Linked DNA regions of Sus scrofa: regions 2 and 3 are each linked to region 1. Evidence: chromatin contacts called from public Hi-C and promoter capture Hi-C data. All regions are on one chromosome and are shown on one strand. The core of a region is the stretch at or near the end of the contact, and the rest is flanking DNA. Distances in the headings are between cores, read along the strand shown. Region 1 holds the start of CHST11 (carbohydrate sulfotransferase 11). Region 2 holds the start of SLC41A2 (solute carrier family 41 member 2). Region 3 holds the start of C5H12orf45 (chromosome 12 open reading frame 45 ortholog).

Region 1 (3,853 bases), core at 1,038-3,537:
AAGGCGTAGCCGAACCCGGGGGCAAAGAGCCGAGGCCGTGCCCCTTCCCCAGCCTGGAGGAAGGGCAGAGCCAGGCACCCAACCTCTCCCCAACCTGCTCAGTGCTGTGCCAAGCCCAGGACACGTGGGAGCCTAGCCGGGGGCTGCCCAGTTCTAGGAGGGGACTCGGAACCTCTCCGGGGCGCGCACCCTTCACCCCCGGCCCTCCAGCCAGTAACAGACAGCGTGCTGGAGCGCTGAGCGGCCGGCACCCGGCGCCTCTTTCATCCTCAGATCTCGGCAGGAGCGGCGAGGGAGTTTCGTGCTCTTTAAACCGATCCCCCACCTCCGGCAGCTTCCTACAGCCTCTACCTTGCCCTGCTACCTCGCAGACAGACAAGAGACACAAAGAAAAAAACAAAAAACTACCACCCCTCTGGTCCCATCCTCCAGCCCGAAGCCGGGAGGAAGAAGAAAAGGAAGCACATCTTTCCTCCTCCTCCTCCTCCTCCTCATCGCGACCCGGTGATGTGGGCAGACTCGGTCATCAAGGAACCCCGAGGTGGCCCATGGAGAAGAGGTAAGGTTGGAAGAGGCAGAAGCCAGGCGGAGCGAGGGAGCGAAAGCGCGAGAGAGAAGAAAATATCCAACAAAACCACGCTAACGCGCCCCCTACCTGGGTGCAACATACTTTGGAAATAGAAGATGACCAGGATAAAGGATCCCAAGCAAGTGGCCAGCACCATCCGGCAAATTCTGTTCATCCTCATCACTTCCAGCAGCGCCGGCTTCATGGCTTTGTCCTGGCTGCGGGGACCCGGGTGTCCGGGAGGCGCTCCCGGAGCGCAAGAGCGGGGACCCCGCCGCGCCGAGCGGAGCCCGGGAGGCGCAGGGCAGGGCTCGGCAGGGTTCGCAGGGAGGATCAGGCTGGCTCCGCGGCTGCTCTCGGAGCCCCCAGCCCTGGGCAAGGGTGTGGAAGGCGCCGGAGTTGCTCTGGAAGTGGAGATGCGTGGACTAGCCGGCTGCGCGCTCGTGCTCCTCCTGCTGCTCCTTCTCGCCTCTCCGCCGCCGCCTCCGCTCCCGCCGGCGGCAGCCGCTGCCTCCTCGCGGGCCGGGCGGCTGGGGTGCGAGCGGTGATGGTGGTGCAGCCGCGCTGCCGCTGCCGCTGCCTCTGCGCCGGCCTCTGTGGTTGTCGGACGGGCCCCCTCCCTCGTCTCCACAGGCTACTTCATTGCGCTCCAATGATCTATATATTCCGGGGCTGGGTTTTACCAAATGCAACTCGCAGCCCCCGGCGAGGGGAGGGCGCCTGCGGAGAGCCGGGCGGAGGGAGGGACCCGAGCGCCGGGGCGGAGCGTCGCGCTCCCCCCGCCCCTACCGGGGATTTGGTCGCGTCCAGCTGTTTCCCGGGGAGTGCAGAGTGCGCGCCGCGCTCCCGCAGGGTCCCAAAAGCCCTCAGTCCCCGGCCGGCCCCGCGGCCGTCTGGAGGTTGTGTGTCAGCGTTTCCATGACAAAACCCGGAGGAAAAAAATACGAATAAAATCGCCTCTGTGCTGCCACCTCCTCCTGCCGGCGTGTGAAGACGGAAGTGGCGGGGAGCGGTTTAGGGCACGGGAAGCGCGAAGGGGTCCAGCAGTTCGGGATAATTTAAAATCCCTGGGTAGGGTAGCCGGGAAGTGGTTCCGAGCCCCCAGGGAGCGAGTGCCCTTTCCCCGAGTCTCCGAATTGGGCGGTTTCAGGTTTGGATGTTTTGTTTTGTTTTTCCTTTCAAACGGCAGCCCAGCACGAGCGACGTTTTGGAAAGGGGTTAAAGACGGCTGACTTCAGGTCAAGGTTAGGAAAACTGCAGAACTCGAAGGGGTCGGGCGAGGGCTGAGCTTTCCTGGGGATTTAGGCGGCCTCTGACACTCATTCTCCTCCGCAGAGTAAAAGGGGTTTTGGTGAATTGTCGAAGTCTGCTTTCCCAAAGGGGAGAGCTCCCTCCAAATCCTCCAAAGGGCAGAGAGTCCTGGCGGAGGGGGGGTGGAGGTGGGGGCAGCGGATGCCCCACGAGGTCACTCCTCCCGGTACGACCAGCCATTGGCAGGTAAATGGAAAGATGGCGTTGCTTTCGTGTGTTGTGTGAAGTGACTTAAAAATGCCAACTCCAGTGCATTTCGATTGTTTAGACATCAAAGTGGAGGCAGGTCACACCTCCCTGGTACTAGCTGGAGAAAAGTGGTTATCTACCCGGAATGGAAGATCTTGTTGTTCCGTCCTTTGTGAATTCTGTAAGCTAAGCGAGAAGGCTGTAAATAAAATAAAATCCTTTTATTTTCCTTATAACTTTACACCGTGTCTTTAAAGGATTATTGAAATTCCAACAATATTTACCCCCCAAAAAAAGTTATTGTAAAGACCATCAAGTCTTGCACATGTTATCAAATCTTTACTACTATTAACTCAATAATGAAAGAAGATAATGTGTCTTTCAGTACCTCTCACAGAGCAGGCATTTGATAAATACTTATTGAATCTGGATGTAATGGGCCGTATCCTCCTCTCACTACATCAGAGACACAACTTGCAAACAGATACCTGCCGCAAAATCCATCTCTACACCCTCACTTCCCTTCCCCTAGTCTTCCTCCAGCGGTTGCAAGGCAGGGAAAGTAACAAAGTCAGCAGCCTTGCCTTTGATTACAGAAGACAATCAATTACAGCATAATATTTATGCAGCCGGTTTGTACTGTATTAATTTGTGCTCACTTGTGAATGAGCTGCTTACTAAAGGCAGCCAAGCTGAACAAGATCCAGCGCAAACTCATTCTCCAGTGACCCCCCTCCCCCCACTTCCACCCCCAGCCCCGCACCCCAGGAGATCAGGATGAGAGCGGTGCTTAGCCCATCCTCCCCATCCTTGACCAAGGCAGGGATTCCTCACAGGGCGCACACCTAGGTGGGCACTTACAGTGCTTGGCCTAGCATGTCAGGCTCTTGTTTAACGCCTGGTTTTGCCAGGGCGGAGACGACACTGTACCTGTAGAAAAGCCTGGATATACATAAGGCAGTCTAGGAAGTCACAGGGTCAAGGATAGAGGTCAGAAGCCGAATCCCCGGTAGGTCTTGGAAGGTTGAGCTGGGGCCCGCCTGCTGAGGAAGGATGTTGAACTGTGCCCAGCATCCACTCCTGCATTCGCACAGTCAGGAATAGGCCCAAACATAAAGTGAGGGACAAGGTTCTGACAGGTGAACTACCACCTCTTCCAAGAAGCCTTCCCTGATTTCTCTCCTGAAGTGGCCTCCTTCCTCCTCTGTGCTCTGAGCAGTAGGTCCAAACCCCTCTTGGATCCCTGTACCTACTGAGCTGCGTTTTATTCATCTCCATTTCTTTCTAGTGTTCAACAGAGCGACTGGCACATGGTGGGTGCAAATAAGTCTGAGATGGAGAGGCGATGCCTTCTTGGGCTAAGAACTTAAAGTAGATCCCCTCTAAAGTGCATGGTCCTGGGCAGTGGTAATGATCTGCAATTCTATTCTGTGCACATTAGGGGTAAAAGTTCTATTTCTTGTCTCCTTGTCACACTATAATAAACCTCCCAACCACTAGTACCACCATTGCTTTCTTTCCAGTCCTAACCTAACAAAACTTTGTTGTATCTTTTATGCATTCTACATTGACCAGATAAAGGACAGGGTTAACGCTAAGACTGAGGAGAAAGGAGATATGATATTTTGCATTTTGAAGAAATGTCAGTGGAAAGCTGCCTTGTAAATCATGCTTTCTGTTTTCCCCGGGTAGCGGTCAGGACAGGTGAGGTTAAGCTGCAATAACAAACAAGCCCTAATGTCAGTGGCTTCAAACAGCCAGGGCTTAGGCCTCATCAGTTATCAG
Region 2 (4,214 bases), core at 472-2,971, 470 kb before region 1:
GCATACAGAATGAAGAGCACTGCATGAGTAGAAGGTTGCCACATGCCGACTAATGAAATCCAGGGCACTGGAAACCATCATCTTTCAGAAAAAAATGCTGGTAGAGTTTTCAAAACCTGTAGAGGGTTTCCTATATATGGAGGTTTGTGCAGAAATCTTTTTTTTTTTTTTTTTTGTCCTTTTTTGGCTGCACCCGAGGCATATGGAAGTTCCCAGGACAGGGAGTGAATCCGAACCACAGCTATGACCAGTGCCATGGCTGTGGCATCGCTGGATCATTAACCCTTCGCACTGGTCCAAGGATTGAACTGGCATCACCACAGAGACAAGCCAGATCATTAACCATTAATCCACTGTGCCACAGTGGGAACTTCTGGTGCATAATTTTTAAAATGATAGTCTCTCTCTTAGGAGAAGAGCCTGAGGATGAAAACCTTTGTTTTGGTTAGTGGAATACCACTGGAGTACTGCCCATTACCGGAATCACCTGCAAAAGATGCTCCAAAGACAGCTGTTAAATAAAATAAATGAGTTCTCAGCTTCACTTTGCAAACCTTGGCTCACTTTAACCTATATTTAAAAATAAGCATGGGCAATCTTGAAAAGTCTGGCCTTCCAGCCACTTCCACAGGTCCCATGCACTTTGCTTGAACACTGCCAGGAGCTGCCCTAAATCTCATCCCCTTGGGGGGCTTCTCTCTTCTCTCCTCTCCATGGCCCATTCTGTGCTGCTCTGAAGAAAGGCATACACAGTTTAAACCCTGGTCTGTGAGAACGAAACATGAAGCCAGCCCAACAGGAGGCCCCTGGTCTTGAGGCAGGAGATAGGTCCCAGGCGGAGCAACTGGAATCTGTCCCCTGAGGACAGATACTTCACGATAAAAATTACGGCAGGAGCTGCATCCTTCTTGGATAAAAGATAAAATATTTCTCATTGTCGAGGTAAAGGAGACCTCCTGAACTACACATGTGCAAGAAGGGAGGTGGGCACTAGGCCATAATGCAGCCTGTTAACTTCCCAGAGACCCTTGAGCTAGGATCCATACTGGCTAAAAGATAGGCGTGAACGTAGGGTAGGGCCCTGAGTCAGGCCAAATATGGATTCAAGGTCAGGCAAAGCAAGGTGATTGGCCAGAGAAAGCCCAGAAGGACTGCCCCCATTCAAGAGATTTGGACGTGCTGCTCTCTTTCTGTTGGTCTCCCGCCCCCTCCAACTCCCTAGCCCATCTTCTCCCTTAATAAAACACCTCATTTGCCTCACTACTCTCAGTGTCTTCGCTGAATTTATCGCCAAAGACACAAGGAATGGGGACCTACATCAAACCCGGCCCTTGAGGTCTAGTGGTTAGGGTTCAGCACGCTCACCTCTTAGCCAACAGACAACAGTTTGAGAACAGAAATCATGAGTCACGGATTTGGGGGTTTGGTCCTAGGAGCAGCCAGAGATGTGGATCTGCTGGGGTCAGAGGGGATGGTGTGGGCTGGCAAAAAAGGAAGGCCACAGCCCTGCTCTGCTCAGTTGGCTCCCCTGAAAATTCCCCTCCGGCTCTGCTCAACAGGGTTCCGGGCAGGCTTCGGTCAGGGTGCGGCGAAGGGTCCGGGAGGGGCGGCGCTGGCGCTCCCGGTTGCCGCCCCCGCGGCCACATCATCAGGCGCTCGCTTCCCCCTCCGCGGAGATGGCTGCGCGTGCGCGGGGCGGCCGCGCGGGGGCGGGGCGGGGCAGGGCGGGCAGCGGGGAGCCCGCGGGCCACGGGCGCCGGCTCCCCGGCTGTCAAGCGCGCGGCCGCGACGGCGCGAGGAGGCAAGCGAGACGAAGGAGCCGGGGGCCGGGCAGCCGCCGCCGCCGCCGCCTCGGGGCCTAGGTGAATGCCTCTTCCATCCTCCGACCCGCGTGCCTTGGTCGCGTCTGAGGAGGCAGGGTCCCCTCGCCTCGCACCGCGCTCGGGGGCAGGTGTTAATGGAGGGAAAGTCTCGGCTTTGGCCGCCGCGCCGGGTTCGGGCGCATCCCAGGTACCGGAGGGAGGTGCGTCGGGGCCGGGCTGGGGACCCAGGGACCGGGGCGTGGGGACGCGGGGGCGAGGGGAGCGACCGAGCGGCTGGGCCCGCCAGAGCCACTGGGTTCCCTCCCGGCCCGTGGGCAGCGCCCGAGCCCCGCGGCGCGGCGGCCCCAGCGCGGGCGGGAGGGCGGGCTGGCCCTGGGCGCCCGCGGCGGAGCCGGGCAGCAGCCGTGAGTCGTCCTTGGCCCTGACACTGGACCAGGCAGCGGGGGGTAGCTGAGTGATGGGTGGAAGGTGAGTACTGATGGAGACGCTGAGGCAGGCTGGGGCGCACCCCAGATCCACGGCTCCAGGGCTCACAATTGCTCCGAGTCACTCTGTGCCACCATTCCTTTATTTGTGTGTGTGAAGTATATTTCAGGAAATAACCAACCCCCAAAACGTTTATTTATAAAGAGATTACATATATGTACGTAATACATATGTAGGTAGAGTACATGTATATGCTATCTCTTTCTCTAGATGAACAAATTTTTTAAAAATTGAGGTATGCTTCACATACCATGAAATTCATCTGTTTAAAGGGCGACCTTTAGTACTTTAACCAAGTTGTGCAACTATCACCATTATGCAGAACTTTTTCATCTCCCCCAAATAAAACTCTGTACCCCTTAGCAGTCGCTCCCCATTCCCTCCTTATCCCACCCCTTGGCAACCACTGACCTCCTTTCTGTTTCTATGGATTTGCCTATTCTGGAAATTTCGTATAAATGGAATTATACAATATGTGGCTTTTAGTGTCTGGCTTCCTTCATATAGTCTGTTTTCAAGGTTCATATCCATGTGTAGCATGTATCAGTATTTCTGCTTTTTTATGGTTGGGTAGTATTCCAATGTATTGATGTACCACAATATCACATTTTTTGTTTATCCATTTTCAGTTAGTGGACATTAAGAATGTTTCTGCTTTTTGGCCGTAATGCTGCTTCGAACATTAGTGTGAAGGTTTTTATGTGGGCATATGATTTCCATTCATTTGGGTCTATATATTTACCTTTTTCAGAAACTGTGAAACTTTTCCAAAGTAGCTAGCTGTATCATTTTACATTCTCATCAACAGGGTATGAAGGTTCCAATTTCTCCATGTCCTCACCAACACTTGTTACTATTGGGTAACTTTTATTATAGACGTTCTAGTGGGTGTGATGTAGTATTGATTTGCGTTTCCTTTATGATTAGTCGTGTTGAGCATCGTTTCATGCGTTTATGGGCCATTCGGATATCATCTTTGGGGAAATGTCTATTAAGATCTTTGGCCAAAATTTAATTGGGTTATTCATCTTTTATTGTTGAATTGTATTGTTCATTTGCAGGAAAAAATTCTAGCTTTGGGGGGCTAGCCCTGACTGAAAAAGCCAACCAACCTGTTACCAATCAGTATAATGCTTCTGGTTGGGGGAAGTGAATAAGTGCCATTTAAGTCTTTCAGGATACACTAACTGTCAATTATTGGGCCTCTTACTGCCCATTTACCCTTTCTGGTATTTTGAGGAAAGCCACAAAAAGTGCGTTCATGACCAGAGCCAAGAGAGACCACACACAGCATTTTCATATATCCTATGCCTGGTTTGAAAAGTCCCAGTGATTGCTTTAATTACAGATAATTTATTTTGGTGGATAGCTAAGCAAACTAATAAAAAAAGCAAACTCCAATTACTCAATTAACATTTCATATACTTCTCAGGCAAAGTGGGAGCTCTTATTAGCCTAAGTTTGTATAGTCTTTATTATTCATATTTGGGTGGCAAATATTTTTCATGGAGCTGAAGTTAAGAGCTACTTGCAGCTGAATGAATGCTGCTCTGCCTACTTTGTAGTTGATTTCTGAGTGCACACAAATGTAGCATCAGCCTCAGGTCTTTCATACAAAAAACTCCTGAAAAAGGCATGATGCTTGCCTCCCAGTAATTCAAGCTCATTTTTCTATTACTGTAATGTGGCTGTTCAGATTATACCACCACATTTCAGAAACGTTATGGAAAATAAAATTAAAGATCTCCAAGTGGAATTAATGAATGTACAACTGATTCAAAGTGTGTGAAGAGCGGTCCAGCCCTGCTTTTCAACTACTAAACTTTAAACGATGGAAATGTTATTTAACCCTTTTATGCCTCACTGACCTCTTTAGTAGAATGAGGCAACAATTGCAGTATATAT
Region 3 (4,172 bases), core at 133-2,632, 490 kb before region 1:
AAACACACCTGCCTGGTTAGTTCCCTTTCGGTAATGATGTCCAACCTAGACAAAAAACCCTTTGGAGAAATGCTCTCTCTCCCCACTCAACTCCACCTATTTACTCTGATTCAAAATTCCTCAAATCAACCCTCTCTTCTGTCCATTAGAGCTCAGAGAATAAGACTTGTCTTTCAAAACCCAAGGCTTTGTGTACCTGGTTTCCAACACCTGGAAAATCTCTTCACTCTGATATAAAAATTCTGTTCACCCTCAGCTTCATATTCCCTAAACAACTACCTTAGGCCTAGCAACTGGATTAGTGTAAAGAGCATGGACCCTGGGGCCACAATGACTGGATCCAAATCCCAGCTTTGCCACTTCCTGGTCACATGATCTCCAGCAAGTTACTTATTTGTATGACACCAGGACTCAGTTTCCTCATCTATAAAATAGCACTAACAGAACTTTTACACAGGGCAACTGCAGAAGATTGGATTTGTGAGTCAATTCCTGGGGCATAGTAGGCACTACTAAAGCTTATGTATTACTTTAACTTTGGATGTTCTGGGTTCTCACAGCATCGTTTCTTCAAGGTAATATTTAAACAATACGGCCGAGACCTTAGGTACATTCTTTTCAAAAAAAGTTTTACAGGTACTACTACCTCCATTTTCCAAATGTAAAAACCCCGGGGTATTGAGAATGTAAACAACTCTCCTGAACTTTCACAGCTAATTACTCATGGAGCTGGGGTTGGTGTCTTGCTTTTTAATTTTCTATTATGTTGTCTGAAATCCTATGTGGATTTCCTGGACCCACCAGACTCTACAAGAAAGCGGCACTAACGGTGGCTCTGTGAGCATTTACAGAGAGAGGGTGGTTAATGCATTATACTCCTCTGCTCCCCCTACCAGCCACCTCTTGGGACACAGGACCGACCCTAAGGCCGCCCCTTTAGGGGCGATGTTTTGCTACAGCGCTCGGCAGTGGGCACTCACCACCGTGCGGAACACCTGGACCATCCTTGAGCCCCGACCCCCGCGGTGGGTGGGGCACTCTGGAGTCCTGAGGCCACTTTCGGGGATCCCTGTCAGGTGCCGGGCCTGGATAGGGAGCCGCCAACTGGCCCCGGTCGGCTCTCACTCCCCGCCCCCCGCCACATGTGAGCGACCCAAGCCTCCACTGCCACTGCCGCCGCCGCCGCCGCCGCCCGCCCCTCACCTCCTTGGTCGCCGCTCCCCGCCGTCAGCAGCTCCTTGGACACCGAGACCCCAGAGTGGTTCTGGGAGGACGACGAACAGGTCGGGCCAGACTGGGATTCCGACTGAACCTCCATGCTGCTCACCAGTTGTCAGAGCCAGCCCATCCAGGACCGGATGCAGGAAATAGGCTAGGGCGAGGGGCGGAGCCAGGACTCCGATTGGCGGATAATTGGAGGGGGCGGGGCTAAAGGCGGGGCGAGGACGGCCCAACGGCGAGGGCGACACCTATCAGAGCCAGGAGGCCATTCCTGTCAGGGGTAAAGGAAGGCGGAGGCTCTACAGACCCTGTAATTGGACGAAAGAACTGGCCAGGCTGGATTTTAGCTAAACCAATCCGAACGTGAAGTGCCGCACCAGGAGGCCAAACCCCTCTTCATTTTTTTTTTTTTAGTTTTTTTTTTTTTTTTTAATTGTGGTTAGAAAAACACACAACATAAAATGTACGATCTTAAAATGTATTTACCAAGTACAATTCAGAAGTATTAATTGTATGTTGTTATATGACAAATCTCTGGAATTCTTTTCATCTTACAAAACTGAAATTCTCTGTCCATTGAGCAACCCCCACCCCCTTGCTTCCAACCCCTGGCAATCACCGTTCTAATTTCTGTTTATATGAATTTAATTACTTCAGATATTTCATATAATTGGAATCATACAGTATTTATCTTTTTGCAACTGTTACGTTTCACTTATTAGTACAATGTACTCAAACCTTACCCATGTACCACATGATTCCCTTCTTTTTTAAGGCTGAGTGATATTCTGTTCCATGCATGTACCACATTTGCTTTACCTATGCATTCCTTGATCGACATTTGGGTTGCTTCCCCTTGGATATTGGGAATAATGTTGCAGTGAACATAGCTATGCAAATATTGATACTGCTTTCAATTATTTTGGATTTATACCCAGAAGTGTGATAGCCGACCATGTGGAAATTTTTTTGTTTGTTTTTACGGCCACAGTGTGGCATATGGAATTTCCTGGGCCAGGGACTGAATCCAGCCCTCAGCTACAACCTGAGCAGTAGCTGAGGCAAGGCCAGAATTCTTTCACCCACTGTGCCTTTCAGGGATTGACCCCATGCTTTTCTAGCAACCTGAGCTGCTGTAGTCAGATTCTTAACCCACTGTGCCACAACAGAGGGGAACACTTGGTAATTCTATTTTTAACTTTTTAAGAACCTTTGTACTGGTTTCCATAGAAGCTGCATTATCTTACATTCCCACCAGTAGGGCATAAGGGTTCCAGTTTCTCCACATCCTCACCAATGCTTTTTCCATTCATTATTTCTTTTTTTTATTAGCGGCCATCCTAGTTGGTCCTGGGTGGTAATTCAGTGTAGTTTTGATTTGCATTTTTGTAACGATTGGTAATGTTGAACATCTTTTCATGTGTTCAATGGTCATTTGTACATCTACTTGGGAGAAATGTATATTCACATCCATTGCCCATTTTAATTCAGGTTGTTTTGTTGGTGAGTTTGAGTTGTATGAGTTATTTATATATTCTTGTCAGATATATGATCATGTTTTAGAGACAGAAACCATTATGAACATGCAAAAACTTGGGAAATATTGTTCCCATAGCCTTCTTGAGGAATTTAGTAAAGGATATGATTCAGAAAATAATTGGAGAAATCCAATTCAAGTTTTGTTGGTAAACATTTTACAGTAGAATTGAGGAGGAACAGTGAGAATAAGGTTGAAAGAATAGTATTTAATTTTCATAGGTTTTGACAATATGGATGTAAGACAAAAATTAAGATGGGGAGAGGCGTTCCCACTGTGGTGCAATGGGTTCAGTGGCACTTCTGCCTCACCAGGATGCAGGTTTGACTCCCCAGTCTGGCACAGGGGGTTAAAGAATTTTGTGGCGCCGCAGGTGTGGGTCGAAACTGTGGCTTGGATCTGATCCCTGGATCAGAATTCCATATGCTGCAGCCACAAAAGAAAAAAAAAATGGGGAGAATCAGAGATTATATCTGAAGAGGAAATTTTTCTTTTTAAAAACTGGGAATAAAAGGGTAAGACTTTAAGTTAGATGTTGGGAGTAAAGGAGAGAAGAGAAGAGAGAGGGTACTAGCTAATTACAATATTGTTCGCAGTGGGAAGACAATATCAAAATAAAAGAGGACTGAGTGGTATTGAGTAAAGTTAATAAAATGAAATTAAAAGATTCTGAAAACCAAAATTCATTAGACAGAGAAAGAGAAATAAAACAGACTTCCTAGGAAAAAATGTATATGACAAACTGAAGCACAGCATTCAGTCGTATCTGTATATGCAATAGGGCTTAACTCATCTGAAAAAAGAAGGATTTTCAGATTGGATAAAAGTCAATGTCCAACGTTATGCTGGATAGAAGAGACACCTAAAACATAAAGTTAAAGTGGAAAAAGGATGATTTTTAAATAAATGTTATTGAAGTATAGTTGATTTACAATATTGTGTTAATTTCTGCTCTACAGCAAAGTGATTCCATTATACATATATATGTATTCCTTTCCATATTATTTTCCAGTCTGGTATATCACAGGATATTGAATGTAGTTCCTTGTGCTATACAGTAGGACCTTATTTATCCATCCTACATATACTAGTTTGCATCTGCTAATCCCAAACTCCCCATCTTTCCCTCCCTCACTCCCCTCCCTCTTGGCAGCCATAAATCTGTTCTCTTTGTCTGTGAATCTGTTTCTGTTTTGTAGATATATTCATTTGTCTCGTATTTTAGATTTCACATCCATTTAGACTCACATGATATTTCCCTTTCTCTTTCCAACCTACTTTGCTTAGTATGATAATATCTAGGCCATTCATATTGCTGGAAATAGCATTATTTCATCTTTTTATGGCTAAGTAATATTCCATTGTGTGTATATATCTTAATCCATTGTCTGTCAATGGACATTTAGGTCATTTC

What was found. Promoter capture Hi-C pulls out the DNA fragments that hold promoters and counts their contacts. Hi-C and Micro-C count contacts between places; a contact is called where the count stands out from the background.
Region 2: a contact with region 1 is called in a Hi-C map of embryonic fibroblasts, with 1.8 times the contacts expected there. The contact joins the promoter of SLC41A2 here to the promoter of CHST11 in region 1. A contact is called at or near these places in 1 of 5 promoter capture datasets (fetal liver), 1 of 47 Hi-C or Micro-C datasets (embryonic fibroblasts) and 1 of 2 datasets of contacts at active chromatin or transcription factors (skeletal muscle).
Region 3: a promoter capture Hi-C map of fetal skeletal muscle shows a contact between it and region 1, with 3 times the contacts expected there. The contact joins the promoter of C5H12orf45 here to the promoter of CHST11 in region 1. A contact is called at or near these places in 2 of 5 promoter capture datasets (fetal liver and fetal skeletal muscle), 1 of 47 Hi-C or Micro-C datasets (embryonic fibroblasts) and 2 of 2 datasets of contacts at active chromatin or transcription factors (alveolar macrophages and skeletal muscle).

The regions. Positions count from the first base shown.
Region 1 is chr5:80,066,616-80,070,468 of Sscrofa11.1, forward strand. It overlaps CHST11 (carbohydrate sulfotransferase 11), which reads right to left and starts at 2,288. Exons shown (of 3, transcript XM_021092627.1): 1 at 656-2,288. The coding sequence starts at 773.
Region 2 is chr5:79,592,192-79,596,405 of Sscrofa11.1, forward strand. SLC41A2 (solute carrier family 41 member 2) reads left to right here and starts at 1,722. Exons shown (of 12, transcript XM_005664183.3): 1 at 1,722-2,010.
Region 3 is chr5:79,574,616-79,578,787 of Sscrofa11.1, forward strand. C5H12orf45 (chromosome 12 open reading frame 45 ortholog) reads right to left here and starts at 1,383. Exons shown (of 4, transcript NM_001244659.1): 1 at 1,204-1,383. The coding sequence starts at 1,318.